Regions from separate parts of the Drosophila melanogaster genome. Here region 1 is linked to region 2. A link is a contact called in public Hi-C data. All regions are on one chromosome and are shown on one strand. Each heading gives the region's core, a stretch centred on a gene start, on an enhancer-like site or on the middle of the called end of the contact. The rest is flanking DNA. Distances are from core to core; before and after follow the strand shown. Region 1 holds the start of cic (capicua). Region 2 holds the start of CG6231.

Region 1 (6,302 bases), core at 3,248-5,747, 620 kb before region 2:
GTCTTTCAAGCTCTTTTTTCTTCTCCACATCATCTCTTCCCCGGTTCTTTAATGCCAATGCTCACTGTACATATATACGCATATATGTATGTATGTATATTGTCGATTCGCTGATGATCGTCATCTGTGCAGCGTGCAGACTCAAAAGGCCCGCGAATAAGATATTCTCCATACAATCGGAATTCAGTAGGGAGGGATTAAGTGTGCAAGTCAAATGGGAAAATCCCAAATACCCTGACTCCGAGTGATAATAGATATGCACATAAAAATCATCTATAAAAGTTGCACCATTTGCTGTACTCATGAAATTATTCAGACCTGCTTGTTCCCAAGTATTTCGAATAAGTCGAAAGTTTGCTTCATACTATAAATGTTATTGTGATACCAAAAATTATGTAAATGATAAACAATTTTATTTTGTTTTTATTTGAATTATGTAGAATGTCTAATTATTAAGTAGGAGAATATTATTATAGGAGAATAAATGATATTACAAATAATGTGTTAGCTTTACACATATGTACACCCGTAGAATAGCTTTCCATCCACTAAATATAATAATCCATGCACTATAAATTTTAATGAAAACAGCACTACTATACATCTATATAATCTCCACCATATAAGCGCTATAGCCATTGTTTACTCGTACTCATTGTTCCATCTTTTTCGTGTTCTATCTTCTCAACTCCACTTGGCACCGAACTTTTTGCCTGGGACCATATGTCGGAATAAAGACTCCGATTCATTGCAGACAGAACGTGAAGACCATCCATTACAAATGCTTTTCTTTGCGTTCCGTGCTTATACATACATATTTCGATCTGGGCATGACTGCTCCGTATTTGCCTGAATGCCCTTCTGTCTGGGTTTTTTAATGCCCTACATGATCTGGTTTTGTCGTGTATTGGGGCAATTTCAACTTTTTGATGGATTGTTATTGAAGTTTTGCTGTTTGTTGTTTGTAGCTTATGTGGCTTATTTCAGCTTTTTAATGGTTCTCATCTCGGTTTTTGTAGGATATCTAAACAAAAGATCTTGGTATACAAGTATTGCGTAAGTGTGTTTTTCTCTAGTCGTAATAGATGATTATTTCAAGGTTTTAACAAGATTTTCGGAGAATTATGCTTACAGCATTGAACTAATGACAATATAGTAGAAAACCTAAAGGCCTAAGACTTTAAGATTTATTGCTCTGAGGAACATGAAAAAATTACATTCATGGATACCACCAAGGTGGAAGATTATGATGCACGATAAGGGTTCCTGAAGCAAAGTTCGGAAAAATAGTACCTTAAAGCTCTAGGATTTAGATCTTTTTAGTTTCTAAGCTTACCATTTAAACAATGCACTTAACAAGAACGTTTGCCTAGTATTACTAACTTCTGTGAACTTGTTGCGACCTGACTTGCAATTTGTGCATATTAACCATGTTGTAAATAAGTTCCATACTTCTTTTTAATATATATTGTTTTAGGAGTAACTGCGTCGAAATTTCTACCAGTGCATTGGCCTAATTGAGAAACTAGCTTCAATACCAAAATTGGCTCATTGTCCTGGCCATAAAAGGCACACACACACTCAAACACACCATCAACGCGATGTAATAAAAAATCGAAACAAAAAAATAACTAGGCAAGAAAAACGTGCCATGCCTCGAATAATGAAGTTAATAATAAAAATGAAAAGAGAAACATTTGCCGCTAACGATAAACCAAATTTGTACAAATAAAAAAAATTAATAAACAATCGGCGTGCGCGTTTCTTTCGCTGTGTGTGTGCGTGTGAGTGAATAACTAAGTTTTTGCCACCAAAGTTGGATTTGCCATGCCATACTAATACTATACCCATATGTACATATGTACAATATATATGCACAAACCGAAATCGTAGACATAGCAACGGGTTTATATTTCTGTACCGACGACTTGCCAATTAGCAACAAAAGTTCTTGCGGTTGATTAATTATTCTAAAAATTCAATAACCCCACCTACCCGTATGAGCGAATGACAGAAAATAATAATAGAACAAAAAACTGTTTTTAAGGTCAGCACGGGGAGTGAAATCTGCATTATAAATGTCGTTGAAACACGCCTTTTTGTTGTACACGCATACGTTTGCACTTTGTAAAGAGGGCATTTCAAATATGTTTTTTTTCGAATATTACCTTGTTTTTTCTGAATTACTTTAATTCTTAAATGTGTAAATTTCAATTCCGATTAAGCATTAATCTCTGTATTATGTTTCATAGTGACCACTGTACTAACTCGCTGTATGTATGCATTACTTCTCCCATTGTTGTTGTTGCTGCTGCTGCTGCTAAGTGCGTCTAGTAATTTGCTGATAATTATCAACAAATGGGCGCTCACGCACATTCAAATGTAAATTAGGCAGTAGAGAGGGTGGGAGAGAGCGACTAGAGAAAGAGAGGGAGCATTTGGTCCGGGCAGACGCAACAATAGCAATAACAAAAGCAACGCATCGCTCAAATCTCATGCGATGCAGTTGCCAGCGAGAGTTTTGTTGCTAATTACATACACACATCGATGGCCAGCCAGTCAGAGTGCAAGTGCGTCTGTGTGTGTGTTTGATGAAGGGGAGTGGGGGCGGTTAACTTCAGTTGGCAACTGTGGGACCAATGTACAGCAAAAGAGGCTGGTACAGTGTTCAAATTAAATTGATTTGATTGACGACAGTTTTTCTATCAATAAAAAAATTTAAAAAAAACATCTTAATACAGCAATATTGTTTCCCGTGCACCATGATTTTATTAACTCATTTGTGGTCCACTAATTTTCATATACTAATCATGATTTCCCTAATAAAATCCACCAAAACCAGTAACTTTAATGGTTAGCTAATTTCAGTAGCTGATTTTCACCCCATTGTTTTTGTTTACAAAAAGGCAGAGCTTAATTTGAATTTCAACATTTCACATTTAACATATCAATGATAAAGAATGCATACATACACACGCACATATTAATTCTAGGAGCTATTGTTACGACTTTTTTGTATTTTATGAACAATATGATGTGCAAATGTTTAAATGTTGAGGCTTAGGGTTTATTTAACAAATGAATAGAATTTCTTGAATACAAATTTTGTGGCCTGACCAGCTACAACAAATACACACGGTCACACTGAGACCCACCGCTCTCTTGCCAACTCTCTAATTCCCAGAGAGCGGGGGTGTGCTGGTATGTGTATGTGTGCAAGTTGTGGAAATGAATGAAGCTCTGCTTGCCAACAACGTAAAAGCAAGTGTAAGAGCAAGCCCGGAAGAGGGGGAACAAGAGAGAGAGAGAGAGAGACTGGGGAAGTGAGATGGCGAGAACGGAAGCGGGAAGGGAAATACAAAATTTTCCAATTGGCAAGCACATACAACATGGGGTAAAAGAATTTCGCTTACCGTTTTTCGCTTATTGACGTAGGCGTCCGTTTCTCTCTGTACGTATATGTTTACGTGTATGGGTGTTTATTGCTGTTTTTCTCTTTTATTTTATTTGCTCGGCTTGTTTTTGTTATGCAAAAGGCATAGACTTTTTCGGGTTTTACACGTTAAAAACACAAACACTTTAAAAATTATTTAACTGCTCGCTAAGCCGTTGGTTCTCGCTCTCCCGCGCTGCAAATGCACTGCAAACAAAATGTTGGATTATGGCTGGCTGGGCTTTACAACTTTTCCACGAGCAAAACAACGCACGACTGTGGAAAACGCGAACCGACGAACCGAAAACCGTGAAAAGTGTTCATTCATTGAGGAAAATTGAAATGAGCGCCTAGCATGTGACTCTCTCGCGATTGCTCTCTATGTCTCTCTATCTCTCTTGCCCACACTCGATTTGGGGGCCAGTGTTGCCAACTCAGAGCATAGAGCAGAGCCCAATGCCAATAAGCCGAATCGGGGAAAAGGAGTAAGCAAAGCAAAAAGCCCTGCCTCAGATACTCCAATTCTGATTCGAACTTATTAATTATTTAATTGGGATTCTCGGGCAGCAGTATTGTGGGCTGGCAACACTGCTCCTCTGCACAGACAGCGCGTCGACGTCAGCGTGTTAGTGTTTGTGTGCGTGCTGCGCTCGCTCTCTTTTCCTCATTCACACTCGCACCCTCTCTGTCGCACGCGCATTTTCGATTGATTGTTGTTGTTATTATTATCTTTATACGAGCTTAATCCAATATTTAGCCAGTATCTATGCAGCCCAGTTTGTTTTCCCAGCTCTCTGTTTCACTTGTTTTCACACCTACACTTGTGCGTGCGCTCGCGTTTGTGTGCGTAAGTGCCTTGTATTTGCAAACGAATTTAATTTGCGACACCTAAAAATCGAACAAATGTCGCCACAAACCGTTTTATTCACACAAAAGCCTGCAGGCGCTGCCCGATTTGGCTATTATTGGGGTTTTGTGCGCGGGGCACAAGAGCAATTCACAGGAGCTCCACCTTCCGACATCCGCGACACGTCCGTGCGATTCCGAGCATGAAGTGAGAATCTGCTGGAGACCATTTGCCCCATTTGAGAAAATACCCCCAAAGTGGGACCGTTGGCCGGATTGGGCAAAATCTTACAAGTTGCGTGGCAAAGGCGAATGATACGGTTACACTGGCGCCGCGAGCGGGTGCAACCAAATGTTGTAACTTTTCGGTGATAGAGCGATATATAAATAAATAAAAATTGTAATTGCTTCTTAACATTTACTTTTAGCATGGTTTGCGAATTTATACAAAGATTGTATGAACTGGCTTGTGTACAATCTATCGTTAAGTTAGTCAGTACACGAACCTCTACAGTTCTACACTTCAGTCTGGCAATGCCCAACGTTCTTAAAAATTATGAAATTGTGGTAGCACTGAAAAATATCTGCCACATTTATATTCATTTCTTGTAGAGTAAAGGGGTGTAATATTGCTATTATTGTTTTTAGGTTTTATTGTTTAAGTTAAGTTACTTATATAATATAGTACTGTGTGCAGGAACTTCGGCTGTGTAGGTTGTTTATGATAATCTTCTTTGAATGCATTATTTACATGTAGTAACTTAGTCCAATGTTGTTCAGTTGTTTGGATTATAATAAAAACTAGCATAGTATTATTTACAATTTATGTTACTTTCTTTTTTATTAATATTTCGATTTTATGGAATAGGACAGTTCCTAGGAAATGTGGCATTTATAAAAAGATCAAGGCATCTGTCGGTCTTAAAGATGGTCTGTTTGGTTTAAATGTTACATATGAGATTAGTTCTTAAGATTTGGAGAGATGTCCTTGATTTGATAAAAGGCGTGGAAGAAAGTGTTTTCGAAACTGTAAGGTATATATATTCCGTCTGTCTTGATTTTCCTTCCGTCGAGATTTAGGAAACTTTAAAATCAAAGCCAAGTAAATGTAGATGATTTATATAATCTTAAATAGGTAAGGTAACACTTAAAAACAAACGTGTATCAACAAAAGTTTTTACGAATACGTAATATGCATAATATGCATAGGCATATGCATCCCAGAAAATTTCACAACTATTAAAACATTTAATAAACCAAAATACATTGTTGAAGGCTGTTCAAAATAATCCCCAGAGTAAATAAAAGCTAATGATTGGCAAGCCAAATTTTAAGTGTGACAATAGTCATTTAATTTAAGTACCGCTCCATTTGAGCTTGAGCTTAAAAACTTCTCATTAAACTCAACTTTCTTGAGTGGATAATTTATGAATGCACTATCCTCAAATGAGACCGCTCATATGGAAGGAGCCGTAAAAAGTGCAAACATTCATCAAATTCGCGCCGGAACTTTGGAAATATGAAAACCGCGCTATGTGATCCGTGCACCTGGTGCCGTCTAGCGACATAAATTACGCATACGTCGTGTTAACCGTGGGAAAACATATAAATGTGTTTGCACCCACGCGACAGCGGCAAAAAACAAATTGTTGTACCTTCTGTTGCTGCTGCTATTATTGCCATAACTTTGGACTTTTATTAGCAGAAAACTCTCGGAGCGAATTTTGGCTCCATCAACGAAGAGGCAGCATTTCCAGTTTAATGAGCTGAAAAGTGCAAGTTGAGATACGCAGGTCCCGAAGTATTAGGTTCATTTGATTAATTGGTGGAGCTGGAAAATTTTGCGGCCTAAGTCTTAGTTTTCGAGCACATCAGTGCACAACATTAGAGAATCCATTTATAAAGCTTATAGCAAAACTCTAATAATGATAGCTGCAAAGTGATTTACAATTCTTGAATTAAAATCTATTACTTCTAATTCCTCTATAAATAAAATATATTTAAGTATCCAACAATTTACACT
Region 2 (6,379 bases), core at 2,533-5,032:
GAGTATTTGGAGATGGTCTTGCAGTACGGCTTCGTAACCATCTTTGTGGCCGCTTTTCCGCTGGCGCCATTCTTTGCCCTGCTAAATAATATCCTGGAAATGCGACTGGATGCAAAGAAACTATTGACCCACCACAAGCGTCCAGTATCACAGCGAGTTCGAGATATAGGAGTGTGGTATCGTATCCTGGACTGCATAGGCAAGCTCAGCGTGATCACAAATGTAGGTAGAATTCGCAGAGGTAGAATTATCAAAATATCTTAAACTAATTACCACGTATTTAGGGATTCATCATTGCCTTTACCTCTGACATGATACCGCGGTTGGTGTACCGGCATTACGTAAACAAGCAAGGCACTCTGGATGGTTACCTCAACTTTACACTATCAGAGTTCAAAGTCATTGATTCGCCCACGTTGTATAGCTTAGCTGGCGATCTCTCCAACATAACAACGTGCAGGTGAGTGAAATATATGGAATAATTTCAGGAATTACTTATTAGCTAGCTTGTTTTCAGATATACGGACTTTCGACTTCCACCATCGTCTCCAGAAAAATACACATTGAGCAGCATGTTCTACATAATTCTGGCCTGCCGATTGGGTTTTGTAGTCGTCTTTGAAGTGAGTAAAACTTAGGGATAGATTTATTTGTATTATTTTTCAAACATTTATATTTGTCGGTTCCAAAACGTAAATTCTAAGTATGTTCAGGCATTAAATGTGTGTGGCGGGCTTTGGGGAATGACTTCAACATTCTCACTGGGGTCAGACTTTAGCTTGCGATAAAGAGCAAAGATACCATACGAAAATAACGCGTTCAGCACTGAAATATATATTGAGATATAAACAATTATTTAACTTAAGTATGAAAGGAGTAGCTCACCTATAAATACGCCAAAGATTAGGCTTCTCGCTATTCGACGATCCACTGCGGCATCAACTTCATCAATTCGCAGCTCCAGGCTCACAAAAATGCCCGTTTCAACAACCATTGATAGGCATGAGTTTATCAACCAGGGAGCAATACATACGAGACGTTTCTTAAAATAGTTTGTTATATTTTATATTAAATAAGTAATGTGCTTTTGGGATATTTAAAATATGTTACCTGCTTTATGCCGTCGATAAGAATACAGGCCACCATTAGGTTTATCATTGCCTTCACCCAAATTATAAACGTTGCTGTCATATAGAAAACCTGCGAGAACTCTCGCACCCACAGATAGTTCACTGTAAGACTTTGTATTTAGAAAACAATTATATTCGGTACTTTCCGTTAAGTTACCCAATGTTGAAAAGAAGGTTCCAATGGGAGTCAAAGCTTCCACTTCGGCATCCTGTTCCCATTTTTCAATATCCATGAAATCGAGGTATAGGTAAAAGCTCGAAGGACCCAGTATGCTCACTGCTAATAGCAAGTCCCCACAGGCTATGCAGAGGCCCACCGACGAAAGGCTTAGGAATTCAAAGTATTTCATCTTGAACACGGCCTAATTAACTTTGTACAATATTTCGACCGTTTTTTTATTCTTCAGATTGCTTGGTATTCCTGTTTTTAATTAGATTTTATAATATTCTTTTGTAATTTATTTATTTCTTTTATACAATTGGTATTTCTATATCCTTTTTTATAATTTTAGTATTGTATTTAATTTTGCTTAAACGCGTCCGCTTGGCTCGAGGTACTCACAGCTACTAACTAAAGTTTTTGGCTCTAAGTAGAACTAGGGCCAATTATCCATTTAGGTTCTCCATTTTGGTTCTTTATATTTACCTTTCATTCTTTCCCGGCTTTCTGTCTTTCTTATGCTGCAAGAATCCAAAGTCCATCGAGTCAAGTATGTTGCATGTGTTGCATGTTTGTTGAGCGGTGTGCTGCTGTGCCGGTTTTGGTTTCTAAGGGGTTTCTTTTTCGAATAGAACTCGACGATATCGCCCCCAATACACATTATATTAGGGTTGAGGCTAGCACCTGTCTAAGCTGCATTTAGCCAATTCCATTTACTTGCCTGGAAAGTTGTCATTTGGTAGGCTTCATTTGACCCCAAATTCGCCAGCAACGTCGCAGACTAAATATTGTAATTCAGGGGCGTGTGATGATGAAATATTTTGCATAAATTAGTTGATGGCTTGCATTTTGTTTTCAGAACTTTGTTGCCCTGGTGATGATTTTGGTGCGTTGGTGCATTCCGGACATGAGCGTTGAACTGCGTGACCAAATCCGACGCGAAGTTTATGTGACCAATGAAATTATCATCGATCAAGAGGCCCACAGGGCTCGTTTTGGTATGTGATTAAATCTTAACTTCTTAATTTGTATAAACTTGAATTACCTTACGTTTCAGAGCGTGCCAAGCGCAGCAGTTCGGTGCTCCAGACGCCAGTTGACCAGGACATGGATGCTGCCTCCATTCAAGAGCCTAATGCCAAGTTCATTAACATTGAAAAGCTCCTTACTGAAAATCTCACACAGATCGAAATGGATGCTATTATACACGGCGAAAATCCAATCACAGGAATTTCCGGTGCCGATTGCTTAGACGAAGTGCACAAAAAACTCAGTGACTAAGTTAAAAATCATTCAAAGTGATTATTTGTGTTACGAATGTTCCTTTCAGTCACTTAATTAGGCCTTAGCTATGACACTTTTATTATTATTTAGTAACCCTTAGAAATTTGTTTGATACTTGGTTACAAGCTTTACTCATGCTTTATTTTATTGTAAGAGCCCAGTAATTGTTATTTAGGTAATCCAATTTTATGATCTGTTAATTGAAAATGATTTATTAAGTGGCTCAAACTTATATTTATGCAGCCCAAGTGAGTGCCAATCTGTAAACGAGCACAACTCATATACTTTTATAATTAATTGCATATTACGAAATGTTAAAAGTAATCTCTCATTCGTGTTAAAAAACTCAGGCTCTCAAATGACGCGTACATGAACATTTATTTTAGATAGCGTGACATATATACATGTATTTATTGCATACATTAAACCGTATGTATGTATATTGATGTTGATATACTGGAATCTCTATTCAATGTTGAATATATCAATAAACAAATAGTCAAATATTGGGGTGAATAAATTGATTCTAAATGAAGTTTTAAATCATTTGTGTAATCTTCGAGACATAAATATTTGGTATGTTTTCATTTTCCCGTATGCGGTTGATTTGATTAAATGTTTCGTACATTTTTCTGACATATTAGGATATGTAATTTAGTACAATTAATCATTGAATTTTTGATTGATTTAATATAAATAATTAAAGAATTTATTTTGATATATTAGGTGTAACTTTACTTAGCTTTGGTATTACTTATTTTAACTGGCTTCCCTATATGTTAGCATAATATATTTCTGAATATAGTTCGATAAGCCCTAGTCGCACATAGTAGCGTGCTGTGCCGCCATCAGCCATCCCTGGTCGGCTAGAACGACCCCCTTTTCGCCCTTTTCCTGAGGGTGGGGTGAAAGATGGATTGAGAAAGGGGTGAGAGAGAGGGGTGGTTCCAAGTGGCGCAACAAGCATGCATTTGGGCCAAGCACATTCGGCGCCACAGCAGGCGACTTCCCCAAGATACAGAAACACGAGCACGATTATTTGAGTGTCTGAATATCTTGGGTATTTGGGCATCTCTTTCGCTCTCGCTGTGGCGCTCGCTCTCCACCTCTCTCTTCCGCGCCCTGGGTGCGCATGAGTCGCGACAACGGTGACGTCACTCGTGAAAAGCGTGCGCCGCTCTCAGCTGATTTGTACCGCCAGCTACGCGCACATGGCGCTACGGCGGTGTAGTGAAAACACAAACCGCACACATTTTCATTCGCTTGCCTCGTTTTCCGCAGTGCAGAGCAGCGGCTGAGCGAGCGGTGGAGTCCTTCTGCTTTCAGTTGGGCTAGGGCTACTTGGGTTCAGTTTACGTCGCGAATTGCCAGGATAAACATCACAGGACGCTGAACGCAAGACGCAGGACGAGATGCCGGGCTCGATGAAATTGGCCCCTGGCAGTGCATTCGCTTATTGCCCCAAGGCGTTGGAGCCTTTGGCGGCGTTGCCCTGGGATATCAACTCGTAAGCAGTTGTCCTCCCACGAGTGCCCACAAACGTTGTCCTGGCAACTGGCAGTTCGTAACCAGTCCTTGCGGCGCATCTCTGGGTGAGTCAATTAGTGTCCTGGCTCTCGTTTCATTTGTCTTTGTTATTTTCATAATTAAAAAGCATTCGGCGGTATCAGCTCAGGCATTTGACCTTTTGCGGTTTGCTGCATTACCCATACGCCCCGTGGTCCAACTTTTACAGTGTCGGAGAAATGAGTAAAAAACTACCTTTGCAGTGCACTTCTACTAATTATGTTTTTGTACGAAAATTACTTTATTTTAAAATGAACTTAAGCATGGTCTATTACACCTTAATTTGGACTCTAATGGTTAGCATTCAAATTAAAACACATGTTACAAACTTTATTTGTTAAAACTTAAGTTTGTAGGGTAACAATGTTGGCAATTATGTTTTCTTTGGTTCCGTGCAACTTCCCCTGCCCCTTCATTCCAAATATTGATTTTTGGTGCCGGCGCCGGCACATACTAGTATTTGAGCAACAAAGGTTGAGGCTTCAGAGTCCACCGGAGTCCAGGAACTGCAGAGCTCTTTGTGAGCTTTGCCGGAGGAAGGACTTCGCCAGGAGCTGTGTTCTTTGTGCTGACAGACAGTTAAGTCCCACTAACAGGCAACGATTTATATCAGTGCAAAGAACGCAGCGAAACTTTGCTCCTTTTACGGCAAAAGGTTCCTTGAACTTCAACAGAAACGCGAATCGCATGAAGTAGGGGAACTTTCGCCACGGGATGGCAAAAAAAAAACTTTTGCAGCTCTCATGCTAATGAGTTTGATAATTTTATTGATTTAATAATTCCGACTAAGTGAATCACTCATTGTAATCCCATTCCCCGTTGATTATTATTTCATTTCCGTTGCCGTGTAATGACATCGATCGCTTATGCTTGGCCATTTTAATTATTTACAAATACGACGGATTTGCTTAGTCGCCAGCTGACAAAGTCCCGTCTGCCAGTAATTACCCTTGAGGCATATCATGACCAATATTCCACCCAGTCACCCCAACCTGCGCCCGTTACCCATGTGCTAACATGGGCCCCCCGGTGTCACCAAGTTGGCGCTAAATAATGCACAGAGAGTGCAAAGTGTTCCTAGTTCGGTATGTTTGCTCCGCTCGGAAGACGACGACATGACATTGAATAATGATGTTGTGAGCCGGCGTTATTAATGCTTTCTCAGGCGTGAATGTGCAATTTTTGAATAACATGGGACCATCAGACTCAGCCAGACAGACAACTCACTTAAGATGAGCACACATTTTTGAGGAGGAACAGGATATCGTCCTGTTAAATCAATGAAGTGTGCGAGAAATAACGCATACGCCATGTGTAAAAGGTCAGGGATTTTCCGAGGACTTATTTCACATTAGATTAGCATTTGTTAGCATACGATTTATTTATACACCACAATGTGTTAACAATTAATAAATCATCAGTTTAAAAGTCTTATTTCACCTTTCGATTTCACTTTTCTTCGTTGAAACCGCTTTCAACTGAATATTTAGAACTAATTGCGCAAATCGCGAATACGCTGTGTATGAAAACGAACATTTCCGGTGCTAAAAGAGATTGATATAGGCGGAACGATAACATAAAATTAGCAAATTTTATTTGGATTTCCTTCAACATTGTATGTTTTCCCAACTAATAAATAGCAAAGACATCAATACGCACCGCCATAAGAAACCATAAGTAATTGTTCGGCTATCAAAATACAGAAGCCGCAAATGAAAAACAACAAGTCAATAATGAACGCAAAATTTTCTTTCAACTTTGAGCATAATGGGAGGAAATCAAAGAACAGCTGAGTCACAGAATTTTCGGCCTTTGTTGCATTTCCCAGGCTTTTCGCTCATGAAAATTCATATGCGTATATATAACTATGGCGCACGCGATTTGCGTGCTTATAAATTAAGGCAACGTCTGTCTATGTATTTTCCGCCGTCCTTGAGCAGCTCTATAAATAGAGTTGACCCCCACCGAAAGTCCCTCGAAGACATCCCATGCCGAGTTCCGAGTTTCCAGTCCTCAGTACCATTTACACGCCAGGATACCCTCAATCGCTTTTCCTCGAGTGCCGGCCAATTGATTGGCACAATTGTAAATTTGATGGTAATTTTCCCTGCTTACGCATGGACCACGCACAATACTCGCTGATGATTTACGACTCTTTGAAATTTGCACCAAGGGTCGGATTTGATTAGATTGCCGTGGAGAAAGCTGATCGGGTTTCGTTTTGGGATAAACAACCCCA

Evidence for each region. A called contact is a pair of places that touch in the nucleus more often than the background predicts.
Region 1: a Hi-C map of the Kc167 cell line shows a contact between it and region 2, with 3 times the contacts expected there. The contact joins the promoter of cic here to the promoter of CG6231 in region 2. A contact is called at or near these places in 2 of 107 Hi-C or Micro-C datasets (the Kc167 cell line and embryo).

Annotation. Positions count from the first base shown.
Region 1 is chr3R:20,250,965-20,257,266 of dm6, reverse strand. It overlaps cic (capicua), which reads right to left and starts at 4,497. Exons shown (of 18, transcript NM_001275826.1): 1 at 3,414-4,497.
Region 2 is chr3R:19,630,121-19,636,499 of dm6, reverse strand. CG6231 reads left to right here and starts at 3,782. Exons shown (of 7, transcript NM_169865.2): 1 at 3,782-4,166. subdued (subdued,) reads left to right here. Exons shown (of 14, transcript NM_142563.2): 10 at 1-222; 11 at 285-460; 12 at 518-623; 13 at 2,150-2,288; 14 at 2,348-3,082. The coding sequence ends at 2,571. CG34138 reads right to left here and starts at 1,551. Exons shown (of 4, transcript NM_001043264.4): 1 at 1,288-1,551; 2 at 1,111-1,232; 3 at 886-1,042; 4 at 621-825. The coding sequence starts at 1,480. The coding sequence ends at 710.